2 separate regions of the Mus musculus genome follow, and region 2 is linked to region 1. Evidence: chromatin contacts called from public Hi-C data. All regions are on one chromosome and are shown on one strand. The core of a region is the stretch at or near the end of the contact, and the rest is flanking DNA. Distances in the headings are between cores, read along the strand shown.

What was found. Hi-C and Micro-C count contacts between places; a contact is called where the count stands out from the background.
Region 2: a contact with region 1 is called in a Hi-C map of CD4 T cells, with 7 times the contacts expected there. The contact joins the promoter of Dnajc13 here to the promoter of Dbr1 in region 1. A contact is called at or near these places in 1 of 39 promoter capture datasets (erythroid cells) and 1 of 484 Hi-C or Micro-C datasets (CD4 T cells).

Annotation. Positions count from the first base shown.
Region 1 is chr9:99,573,576-99,579,882 of GRCm38.p6, forward strand. It overlaps Dbr1 (debranching RNA lariats 1), which reads left to right and starts at 2,224. Exons shown (of 8, transcript NM_031403.3): 1 at 2,224-2,550; 2 at 3,001-3,125; 3 at 4,866-4,946; 4 at 5,782-5,867. The coding sequence starts at 2,354.
Region 2 is chr9:104,260,386-104,266,692 of GRCm38.p6, forward strand. Dnajc13 (DnaJ heat shock protein family (Hsp40) member C13) reads right to left here and starts at 2,545. Exons shown (of 56, transcript NM_001163026.1): 1 at 2,314-2,545.

The DNA.
Region 1 (6,307 bases), core at 974-3,473:
GTAATAGAGACCTGAATAAATGTAGGCACAGGCACCACTGTGGTGTCTCCTTCTAGGAAACAGTGAAAACTGGAATGAGCCAGCATGCCTGCTCCTTTCATGACCAGAGGAAGGAAGGAGTTGCTGTGCTGGTGTTGGCACGTTCCTGTACCTCAGGTCTTTAGAGGAAATTAAAAGCTCATCTAGCTTATATTTGAAAATCTTGCTGAGATGGGTTTTATAATAATCTGGCATTTTGTACCAGTAGCCAAGGAATATCTAATGTTTTGAGGCATGGTTCTAAAGGAATATATACACAAAATGAAAAAAAAATTCTATGTAAAGAATCTAGAAGGAAGTAGTTTGTATAAGTTAAAAATGAAAGCCTACTTCAGGTTCAGGCCGGTCTGATCTACATAGTTCCAGGCCAATCAGAGATACATAAAAAGATCCTGTCTCCAAAGAAAAGAAGAGAAAAGGAAAGGAAAGGAAAATTGGAAGGAACAAACAGAACAGACGCAAAAAAGAGTAGAGTCTGACTTATAAAATTGTATAACCTTGATTAGATCGTCTTTTCTGAGACATTTCTCTGTATGGTTTTGTCTTTCTTTCTTTTTCTTTTTTCTTTCTTGGTTTTATGGGACAGGGCTTCTCCATGCATCAGTCCCAGCTGTCAAATTTTTTTGTTTGTTTTGTTTTTCGAGACAGGATTTCTCTGTGTAGCCCTGGCTGTCCTGGAACTCACTTTGTAGACCAGGCTGGCCTCAAACTCCCGAGTAATGGGATTAAAGGCGAGCACCACCACGCCCGGCTAGCCCCAGCTGTCTTAATTCACTTTATAGACCATGCTGACCACACTGGCCAGGGATCTGCTTGCTTATTTCTGGAATACAAGGATTAAAGGCAGAGCCACCATCCCCTCCCTCCCCCTGCCACGCCCCCAGCCTAGATTGTATTTAACTGATTAAATTTTTCAGTTGTTTAAATGTATACTTCTCTGTTGAGAGGCCAAATCTTGTAAGTTCAGACTCCATTTTAGAGAACCTGGCCAAAGTTTGAACTCAGACAAACTAACCAACATAACACTAGTTTCCAAGTTACCCCTCAACAAGACCAGCGTCCCCAGGTTATTACCCCAACATATCTGCACCCCCAGGTTACGAGGCCACCCCCTGCCTAACGACCACTAATGCAGAGGGAAGCAGAAATTAAGTTTATGATATGACTCCCAGCACCAGCCAATTGTGTTAAAGGCCATGGTAGCTCTCGAATTAGATGCTTAACTACCACCACTACCACATCCCACCCTCTGCTTGTAGCTTTCTATAAAGTCTTGTCCCCACTGACATTCGGGGTACACCAAAAACTGTGCTGTGTGTTGGTGGCGAGCCACAGCGAGCTGGGATAGAATAAAGACCGTGCTATGAGTTACATCAGATGGGCTCCTGCCTGGTTTTGGGGGATCGCTAACACTTTCGTGGCGCTACAACTGTATGCCCTTGATTAGATTTCCTTTACTGGCTTTCTTCTTTGCCATTCATTCTTCCTTGATTAGTCGCCACCTTTTCTCTCCAGAAGTTTTCGAGATATTTAACCTTTCATTCATCTTGCGTTACAGTTAGGCAAACAATTTGGTAGGAAAATACCCATTCCCCTTAGTCAAAAATAATTTTAGAAATTCCCCCCGGGAGGGTTGGTGTATAGTTTTAAAATAATCAGTAAGCTTCAACGTTGCATTTAAATTTTAATGTCATCATTAAAACCTCTTTTTACTTTCTAATTCATTTTTAAGGCAATCATCGTTGCCAGGGAGAGATTTGCTCTAGGGAATTAATTGCTCAATCGCTCCTGCTCACTTGCTTACCTTGATTTTTTTTTTTTGGTTTTTCGAGACAGAGTTTCTCTGTAGCCTTGGCTGTCCTGGAACTCACTTTGTAGACCAGGAAGGCCTCGAACTCAGAAATCCGCCTGCCTCTGCCTCCCAAGTGCTGGGATTAAAGGCGTGCGCCACCACGCCCGGCTGCTTACCTTGATTTTACTAAATTCAATCCCTATTCTTGGAGATTTTATTTCTTTTTCTAGTTTTAAACAATGTAACCCACTAGATTGCTAGCACGCAAGGGATCACGAAGACAGACAGGGTCTCCATTAAACAAGTTCAAAGTTTCCCCCCTCCGGCTTGACCGGGCCCTTCCCGTTCCCTCTCTCGCGAGACTTGGAAGCCGGAAGTTACATAAAGGACTCGAAACTCAGCCGCGGCTCGGTTGGTGTTGGCGGGAGCCGGGTGGGCCGGCTGCCTGGTGTTCTTTGCTGTGCGACCCGGGCTGCAGGTGCTCCGGGGTGTTGCTGTTGAGTTCCGCGGCCCAACGTCACGATGAGGGTGGCCGTGGCCGGCTGCTGCCACGGCGAGCTGGACAAGATCTACGAGACTCTGGCGCTGGCGGAGCGGCGCGGCTCGGGACCCGTGGATCTCCTTCTGTGCTGCGGCGACTTCCAGGCGGTGCGCAACGAGGCCGACCTGCGCTGCATGGCCGTGCCGCCCAAGTACCGTCACATGCAGACCTTCTACAGGTGAGGGGCGCGCGGCCGGTCCTCGCGTGGGGTTCCAGGTCCTGCTGCCGCAGATCGCGATGTCTGTTGGACCCGGAGCTTAGGAAATGGCCCTGGCCTCCTCCTCTCTGTACACACCTGGCTCTTCTTCCCAGGGACCCGGGGTGACACCAGCAGGTTTAGATACTTTGGATTTGCTAGAACACGATGGTTAGTTGATTTAATGATCTGGTTTTCCCGTGACCTGCTGTGTGCTAGTCTGGGTTCTAGAAGCCCAGACTTGCACTTCACAAAGTTCTTGATCTCAATGAATGTGTGCTCGACACTCAAGATTTAATTTATTCTTAAGGGCAGGGATGGGAAGATAGTGGGGACCGTTTGATCGTTTTTGAGCTCGGCCTTTTCCTTCTGACCTCTTGCTTTTTTGTGTTTAGTTTGGTTCCTGACAGCTTTATTACCGTTATGTTGTAGATATTACTCTGGAGAGAAAAAGGCCCCGGTTCTCACCATCTTCATTGGAGGAAACCATGAAGCCTCAAACCATTTGCAAGAGTTACCCTATGGTGGCTGGGTAGCGCCGAATATTTATTATTTAGGTATGTGTTTATGTGCACTTTTTTTGGTCTTGTCAGAATCTGTACCAGCTGGGCAGCTTCTAGAAGACATGTGGTGAATGCCATTAACTTAAATAATCATGAGAATTGAGTTAAAATAGTTATTAAATGGCCAGTCATGAACATACATCCATTTTCTTCTAGAGGTTTAAATAATAGCTAATATGATGACAAGTTTTTTTTTTTGTAGTCTCTTTGCTTTTTTCTTATTGCATTAAACTTTATAATGGAAAATGCTAAACATACATAAAAATACCGAGTAGTTTAATAAATTTCTTTACTTGTTAACCTCAACTCCTATTACTTTGTTCTACTCCCATATTTAAATATCCAGTATTGTTTAAACTTTTCCTGAGGGAGATGGCTGGGATGCCTTAAAGCAAATCCTAACCACTGGGTTATTTCATTTGTGGATTTTTAAGTACATGACTCCCCCTACCCCAAGATGTATTTATTTATCTACCGTGTATACAGTGTTCTGAGTGCATATGTGCCTACAGAGCACCAGATCCCATTATAGATGGTTAGAAGCCACCATGTGGTGCTGGGAATTGAACTCGGGACCTGTGGAAAAGCATCCAGTGCTCTGAGCCATCTCTCCAGCCCCTAAGTACATGACTTTCGAGTGATAGATTTTTTTTAGACACACGTAGTTCTGGTGCCATTTTATACCTAACTATAGTGAGTTAGTCCTTCTCTCGTGCCTTGTCCATACGCATTTCTCTGCATGTCTCAGTTACCGGATCTACAAATGACTTGCTCAGGTAGGATCCAAATATTTGGTGTTCAGGGCTCTGCCTCTTAGACTCTTTATCCTTCCTTCCCTTGTTTCTGTTTTCTGTTTCCTCTATGGTTTGTGTGTTGTAGGCAGTGAGGTTGATTGCCCTGTAGCATTTCCTGGGCTCTGGATTTAGCTGACTGGATTTACTATGATATCACTTGAAGTGTTCCTTTTGTTTTTCATCTTTTAAAGTTTGCAGGTCTTTTATCTCTTTATATAAGTGATTGTTTCTAGAATAATGTTCAAGTTTTTCTAGTGATGAAATCTTAACTTTGGGAATTTTGTTTCTCTGTCATTACTGATTTGCCATCTTTCAACAATCTCAGTATTATGAAGAGATGAATTTGGGCTGGGCATGTTTTTAATTCCAACACTGTAGCGGCAGAGGCAGGCTGATCTCTAGGAGTTTTGAGGCCAGCCAGGTCTATGGAGTGAATTCCAGGTCATCCAGAACTGCATCATAAGACCTGTCTCAAACAAATGAAAAGACAAGGTGGGATTGTCAGTTGAGTTGAAAATGAAAATGTAGAAATGCAGTGCTCTTTGGACATTACACCTGCTGACTTGACTCCCACTGTGTAAGGCCATCACAGGACATTGTCCTTCCCCTTCACTTTCTCCCACATAATTGCATGTTCAGCTGGGTACCACAGTACACTGTTAGGTATCACCATGCACTGTTAGGTACCACAGTTCACTGTTTGCTTTTAACATCCTGTCTCTTCATCCTTTTAGAATCCACTTAGTTTCTTGTCTGATTGGTTCCAGGCCTACTCTGCCTTGTGGATCATCAGCATATAACAGTGTGTGAAGAGGGATGGCAAATACTTTCAAATGATTTAAGGACCGCATAGAATTTCAGGCTTCTAAAAGATTTCTTTTCTTTTCTTAGTAGATTCTTTTTTGCTTAAACCGTTTTACTAAAATGCATAATTTTTCAGGCTTGGCTGGTGTTGTCAAATACCGAGGAGTAAGGATTGGTGGCATCTCTGGCATATTTAAATCTCATGATTATAGAAAAGGTATTGTTCTGACGGGATTACTTTTATAGTTTAGAGCTTGCATGCCCTCTAGTAAAATAACCAAAATTTATAGTTTGACTTATTCATCAGATTCCTTCTGTAAATGATATTATTCTTAATTTTTTATTATAAGTATTTTATGGACAGGAAAATGTAGATGCTATATAGTATATCTATGTGTCCATGATCTAGTTTTATTAGAATTTTTTCAGGGTTTGCCATTTTAATTTTGACTTTTAAGAAATACAACAGTATAGGTATAGTAGAAGTTCACTGACTTGACTGTCGGATTCCTCTTCTTCCCCCTCTGGTAGCCAGGGAATCGCAGTTTCCAGCTTGGTGTTTATCATTCACTTGGTTATTTCATGTCACTGCCGAGTACACAGGGTTCAGTGTGTTTCCACCTTGTGTAAATGTGTTGCGTTGCTTGCATCTTTTTGCAGCTTACTTGCTGCTTTAACGAGTTTCTGAAGTCCAGGTCATTACTTACCTGTAATCTGCTCATTTGTCTGTAGATAGTAGTTCATTGTTTAGACACACCGCAGTTACCTTTCATTTCACAGTATCTAAGTGGTTTTTGGTTAGAGCAGTGGCTTACATTCATATAGATTTCACAAATTTCCTGAGTTAAATTGACAACTAAAGTGTACATATTTAATGTAACTGTTAATTGAAAGTCTACTTCCTCATCCTTGCCCCTCTGCTCTCCATGCTAATCTGTTGGCATGGACTCCACACATGGGCGGGCTCTGTGTTCCATGGGCTGTGTGAATGCGAATTGGGAATCTCTTTTGGAAAGACAATGGTCATATGGTTTATTTCTCTTCAATTTAAGGTCATTTTGAGTGCCCCCCTTATAATTCATCTACCATAAGGAGTATATATCATGTGAGAAATATAGAGGTCTACAAATTAAAACAGGTATGTGAAAAGTATATAACAGTGATTTGAAGTAAATTTAAATTTGTAGAATGTTTGATTATATTGACTTGCAATATTTGACTACTACCACTTTAGTGTTTCTAAAATACAGTTTGGATAGGTTTTTGGAGGTTCACAGTTGAACAAATTTTAATTTTTTTTTTTTTTGGTTTTTTGAGACAGGGTTTCTCTGTATAGCCCTGGCTGTCCTGGAACTCACTCTGTAGACCAGGCTGGCCTCAAACTCATAGATTTTAATTTTTAATGGTTAAAACTTTATTGTAACAAACAGTTGTAATTTAATTTGTGATTGCACAAATTATACTTAGGTTAAGGATAAAAAGTATATGCTGAAATAAAATGATATATTTTTTTAAAGATTTATTTACTTTATGTATGTGAGTATACTGTTGCTCTCCTCAGACATACTAGAAAAAGTC
Region 2 (6,307 bases), core at 1,295-3,794, 4.7 Mb after region 1:
AAGACTTTTTCCTAGGAGCGTTCTCAGTGCAGTTTGTGTGTAAACAGCTTCTAAGTTGGCACACTCACTTGCATCCCTTTTTCAGCTGTTCTAGCTGAACTCTTAACCACTGTCCAAAAGCCCTCCTCTCGTTTTCACCCCTCCCTCTTCAGCTCCTCCTTCAGGTCTGAGCTGAGCTAGTGATTCTCTAAGTCCTCAGCCCTCTAAGCTGTCTCTAAGTGATCACCTTGGTTCGTCTAGTTTTTGTTTGTTTGGTTGGTTGGTTTTGTTTCTCACACCTCCCCTCCTCCATGCTGTAAAGCTTAGAGCAAAGCTTTGCGTCTTAGAATCAAAGCTAAACAGTACAAACGACTTCAGGCTAGCAAAGAGCATGTTAGCAATTATCTTATATAAAAAGGCTGAGGAGAAGGTTTTACAAGGCCTCCCGATGAGCCTAACAACCCGAGCTCAATCCTCCTGTCCCACACTGATGGAGACACCATTACAGCTCACTACCTGAGTTCAAGCCTCAGGCTCCACACCGTGAAGAAACACACTGCACTTCTGCAAGTTGTTCTGACCTTCACACAGCTACATGGCACATGGACCCAAACACACAGAATAAATACAAACAACATTCTAAGTGCAAAAAAATGATCCTAATATGTGAAGACTAAAACAAACATAATGAACTAAAAACTGCACTTTAACTCCCACCAGATATTAGACCAAAGCCTTAGCAACAAGCAAAACTGGGCTGCCATGTAGCTGCATAATTCTGTTTACACTTTCCTCAGAGAAGCAGGAGAGAAGTCTGAAAGGGACATTGCAAACTCACCCGTGTAATTACAAGTGCTGGAGGAATGGGGCCAACAAAGGTATAACATGATCTTTTGATTTCAACTCTACCTTAGTATCTATTGGGAACTAGGTTCCACTATTAACCTTTCTTCTAAGTTTAAGAAAAACAGGTTATTACCATCTGCCTGGGTAACCAAATAATTCATGCTCTCCACCAGTGTGCAACTTTATTACTGTGCACATTCACGTTTTAGAACTTGGTTTGTTTGCAGTCACGCTTGCTAGTATGATTTACACTACTACTACTGCATTAGAAAAGAATATCCATAGTTTCTCGGGGGAATACGAATGCTGGTATTGGCCCAGGACTCAAGCTAGCTTTAAGGTCTTTACATCCCTGTTTCTTAACTCTGGCTCCTCTTTTTCTCCTTTAATTTGTTTGTACTTCCTGTTTCCAAACAAATGTGAACTCAGTGTTTTCTCAACTAGGACTGGCGGTCCCGTCCCTGAACGTAATGTGGTATTAACAGCCAGAGCCACCATTTGCGATATTGCAACTTAAACATTGGTTTATACTATATATGAAAATTAAAGGGGCTTTTATGCTGTAAGCTAAATTAAGTTAAACAATGAGGCACTAGAAACAACAACAACAAAAAAAAAAACTAAACTATAGAATAAACGGGAAAAGCAGATCGTGGAAGTAAAAAATCACTACTTTGGGAGTTCATCTCTGTGTTAGGGGGCGATTTTTATTTACATCATCCTTCCACCAAGTGATTAGGGAAACGGTTTCAAGGTAAGAGTGGCTAATTTAGCATCTTACAATAGGGGTTTTTTGGGGGGCGGGGGCACGCAGGTGTACTCTCAACACCCACTTCATTGGGCGTCCAAAGTGCTGCTTCACCTACACCAAAAGCCGCGTTCAGAGGTGAAATCACAGCCCAGCACGGGCAACAGTGAACAGGCCAGGCTACTTTACAAGAAGGAAAAGCCTTGGGGGGAAAACTTGGTGTTTGATAAAGGACTTGAGGAAGAGAACAGCAGCTGCCCCTCCTTTCCCATCAAATCGAAACAAAACTGAGACGAGGAAAAAAGAAAGAAAAAAAAAAAAAAATCGAGTCTACGCGGGACCCCAGAGGAAGGAAGCAGGACCGCTAACCTAAGAAAACCGGAGGCGCCGGCATCCAGGAGGGAATCCCGAGGGCGGAGCCCACAGGGGAAGGAGGTGTGGAGTTGAGTCGGGGAGAGTTGCCGAGAGAAGTGGGGGACAGGGATAGTGATGGGAGAAAAGACGGCCAGGCAGAGAGAGGGGTGGGGCTGCCGGGCAGTGCCCCGGGCAAATGTCACTCAGAGCCGGGGGAGGGGAGGGTCCGAGCGCAGGGATCCCTGGACGGAGGATCGCGGCTTCAGCAGGTTCGAGCCACACACAGCAGCTTAACGCCGCCCGCTCTGGGGTCCCTGCCCGGAGCCCCCGGGTCCCCGAAGGTGGGAAGCGGCATCGCAGAAACCCAGAGCCGGAGGCGGCTTTACCTTCGCAGGAGGCTGGAGGCGCTCCAGCCCGAGCTCCGCCCGCCGCCGGCTCCACGTCTTGAGTAGGATGGAGGCGCCGCCGGCCCCGTCCCCTCTCGCTTTCCTTTTCCCCGCCGGGGCCTGTCGCCGCGGGTTCCTGCGCCGCGGCCCCCACCCCTCCGCTCCTCCCTCTGCCTCTCAGAGGCTCGCCCTGGACGCCGCCATCTTCCACCAGGCTTGCGAGCGCTGAACCCTAACGCGCGTGCGTGGCCGCCGCCCCGGCCGTCACGAGACCCTGTCAGCTGACCTCGGCGCTTCCGCCTCGCGCCCCGCCCTCGGGAGCACTGTGCTCCCTCCCTCGGTGGCCCATTCGCCGTCTTCCGGGAAGCGCCGCGTGCGCGCCGCCCGCCGTTCCGCCTCTCGGGAAGTACGCGTGCGCTTAGCGAAAGAGAGCCTTGGCCCAAGCAGAAGGCGAGGCGCCACGCCCCCTGGAGCGGTCCGAGAGGCCACGCCCCCTGAATCCCTGGAGACACGCCTCTCAGCCAGACGCTGGCATTGGCTACTGTAACTCTGCAAAGGAGCAGCTCTGTTACCTAGCCCTAGTCTTCAGTGTCCTGGCGCATCCACGAAGCCGTCGAAAGCCTCAGTGCGCATCTCTGGTTTAGCTGCATCGTGGGCATAACTTTTACTCGCTACTGACACACCCTGAACGCGGATTTAAGTTTTGAGTGTTCAGGGAGATAATGGAGACCGAAGCCTCAGAGGTCAAAGGCCTTTGCGGGTGAAGTGTTGGGACAGTTAACACTGCTGCCTTCCTGGACCTCTGATCCCAGAGCCAGGATTTAATTGGCCAACTACTTAAGGTCAATTAACTTGCAGCCGTCTGAGATAGGGATTATCCTCTATTTTCAGATAATAAATTGATGTGTAGTTCCACAGTAGTAGACTTAGTATTTGAGCTCAAGTAAGTTGACTCAAGAACTGCTCTCTGGATAGGAACTCACTGAAACTATATGAAGAGGGGAACTCAGGAGAGTGACAGTATCAGAATGAAACAAAGTTACAGATGACAATTGTGTCAGAGCTCTGAGCAACAGACGGTGTCTCATCTAAGATGTGAGAGGGGCAGACTACCCTCTAAAACGTGATTCTGTGGGGGGAAAAAAACTTGTATGGACACACAGTTCTAGGTTTAAATGCTCTGGTGAGCCTAATATTATTATTGTGTAGCAACCCTGGAACTGGAATTTCTCAGGGACCCCGTCTGTGGTTGAATCGTTTCATAGATGGAGGTTTTGGGATGAAAAACATGTAAAATGGTTTCTACAGACTTGACTTTTTGGCCGACTGACCCATTTGTGTTACTGGAGACGACTAGATTTTTCCTTAGGAAGGCTTTCCCACACTGTCCCAGTGAAATAAAAGTGCCTGTGAGCAGCCAGAAATGGCTTGCTTGGAAAGATGAGACCTGAAGTAGAGTGGAAAGGGGAAAAAACAACAATGAAAAACAAAACAAGATGCCCTTGGCCTATCCCAGGGTAATAAAAGCATGTGCTTACGTGGCTTTGTATATGTTACAGACCCTTAGAGTATTGCCAGAACTAGGTGTGGGCGGTCCTATTTCTATTTGGTAAAAAAGGCTGACCCAGAGTTCCTAAGTGACTAAATCAAGGTGAGGTTCATCCAAAAGGTTGAGCCGAGATTTGGCCCCAGACTGTAACACCCAGGTCATCAAACTACTAAACCCTTGACACTGCCTCTCTATTTAATATTTGGAACCAAATAAATGGATTCTCAGAGGTGAAAGGAGCTTAGGTAACATGAACTGCCTCCGTCCCCTGTAGTGGAAAATTCCCTGCCTCTGAACGCATCCTGAAGTGGAGAAACTGTATTCTTCCCATAAGCCTTCTCTTGCAGAAATCATTTCCAGGTTTGAATGGTTGGTTTTGCTCTTCTCTCCTCCTCCTCCTCCTCCTCCTCCTCCTCCTCCTCCTCCTCCTCCTCCTCCTCCTCCTCCTCTGTGTCCCAGCCTTTCATTATCTGCCAGTCCACCTGCCCATATCATCGTATCCCACCCTTTCCTGTGTTTCCACCTGCCAGCCTCTGTGCTGCTTCCTCATTTCCCTTAGTGAGATTTGCATAAAGTTGTCACTCTTCTTAAGATGCTAGAACTAGAGACAAGAATCGGGATGAGTAGGAAGACTTGGCTCATCTTTCCAGAGACTTCTGTTAAGTTACCTGGCTCCCCACCCCCTCAACATTTTTGAAAGGGTGTCAAGTTCAAGGTAGACCTTCAAACTTCTCTTTCTGCGTTTATCTTTTTTCCTTCGAAGCCCATGATCGCAAATACAATTGCAGATACCTTTTTTCATAGTGCGCACCTATCAAATTTTCATACCAAAGTTGTGCGATGATATATCATTTCAACACTTTTTAAAATTCACACCTCACTGCTTTCTAGACAGCAGTAATTTTATCTGTGTTCTAAGTCGACATCCAACACAGGAGACGTTCAAGATCTTAAAAGATCTACATGGCAAAGCCTGTTCATTGAGTTCCCTGCTACTGTTGAAGTGGACTTCCTAAATATATCCATGCCCAGACCCAATATAACCACTAAGAACTCTACACCATGCCGCAGTGTTTCGATCCACATCTTGCTGTCTACTGCTGCCTTTGTATTGTTTTGCCATTTGAGGCATGGTTTCTTGCTCTGTTTCCCAGGCTAGCCTTGAATCTTTCAATCCTCCTTTGTCATTGCCTGGAGTTCTGTGGGTTTAGTTTAGTTAAAACATTATTAGATTTATTTTAGTGTATGAGTGCTTTGCCCACCTATCTCTATGTGTACCTCTTGCATGCCTGGTGTGTGCAGAGGGCAGATGTGTGCCTTGGAACTAGAGTCATGAATAGTTTTGAGCTGCCATGTGGGTGCTAGGAATTGAATCCAGTGTCTTTGCAAGAGCAACAAGTGCTTTAAACATCTAAGCCACCTCTGTAGCTCCTGGAATGCTTTGGTCATGGACAGTCATGACCACATCCAGATAAACTGTTTTAAACACATTAACCACCATCCCCATGTGGCTACTGAACATGAAATAAAATTAATTTGAAAACTGCAAGATAGCACTTAATAATGTGTTATCGATGATATGTGTGGTGGGATGAGACGTAGCCCCCGGGTCTTAGGCATCTGAACATTTGGTCCATAGATGGGAGCAGTGTTTGGGAAGGTTTAGGAGGTGTGCGTGTCACTGGAAACAGGCTTTGAGAGTTTTTATCCAGTGTCCATGAATTCGTGGTGCTGTTTGCATGTTCAGGTTCCCCTGGATATGGACATTGCTGCCGCCTCCCCCACAAGAATGGCAGGGTTCATGTGTCTGCCCTCTTTTCTCAAATAAAATGGTTTAACTTCAGAGAGAGAGAGAGAGAGAGAGAGAGAGAGAGAGAAGCCTCACCTACCTCTAGTCTGCTTTCTGCTTATGGTAAAGGGTGTGAGCACTCAGCATCTTGCTTGAGCTGCCATGCCCGTACCTGCTAATCAGTGCCATGCTCCCCCACCATGGCAGCCTTTGGCCCCGTTAGAACCATCAGCCCAAATAAACACACTTGGTCATGGCGTTCTATCACAGAAACAGAAAAGCAACTAATATAATATATGTTTAGCTAGATGTTAGTCACCAGTCCTGTTGGACATCTCTTATCAGAAAATCTGAAATATTCCAAAATTTCACATTTATGTCAGCACCTAAGACGTTTCAGAGTTTGGTGCATTTCATAGTTCAGAGTTTTTCAATTATGGATGTCCGCCTATTAAAATCTACACACTCACACTCTAGCTCCCGTTTAAGAATGAAACCTGAAAGACTCCTGACAAAAGCATTTCAAAGAAAGGACACTTACCCTGAACTCCTTAAAGCCCGATAAGAAACTCCGGAACATTTCAGTGGGATATCTATGTACACAGAGGTCAGACTCAACTCCAAATACAGAAATAAGTATATAGTCTCGGCTATTC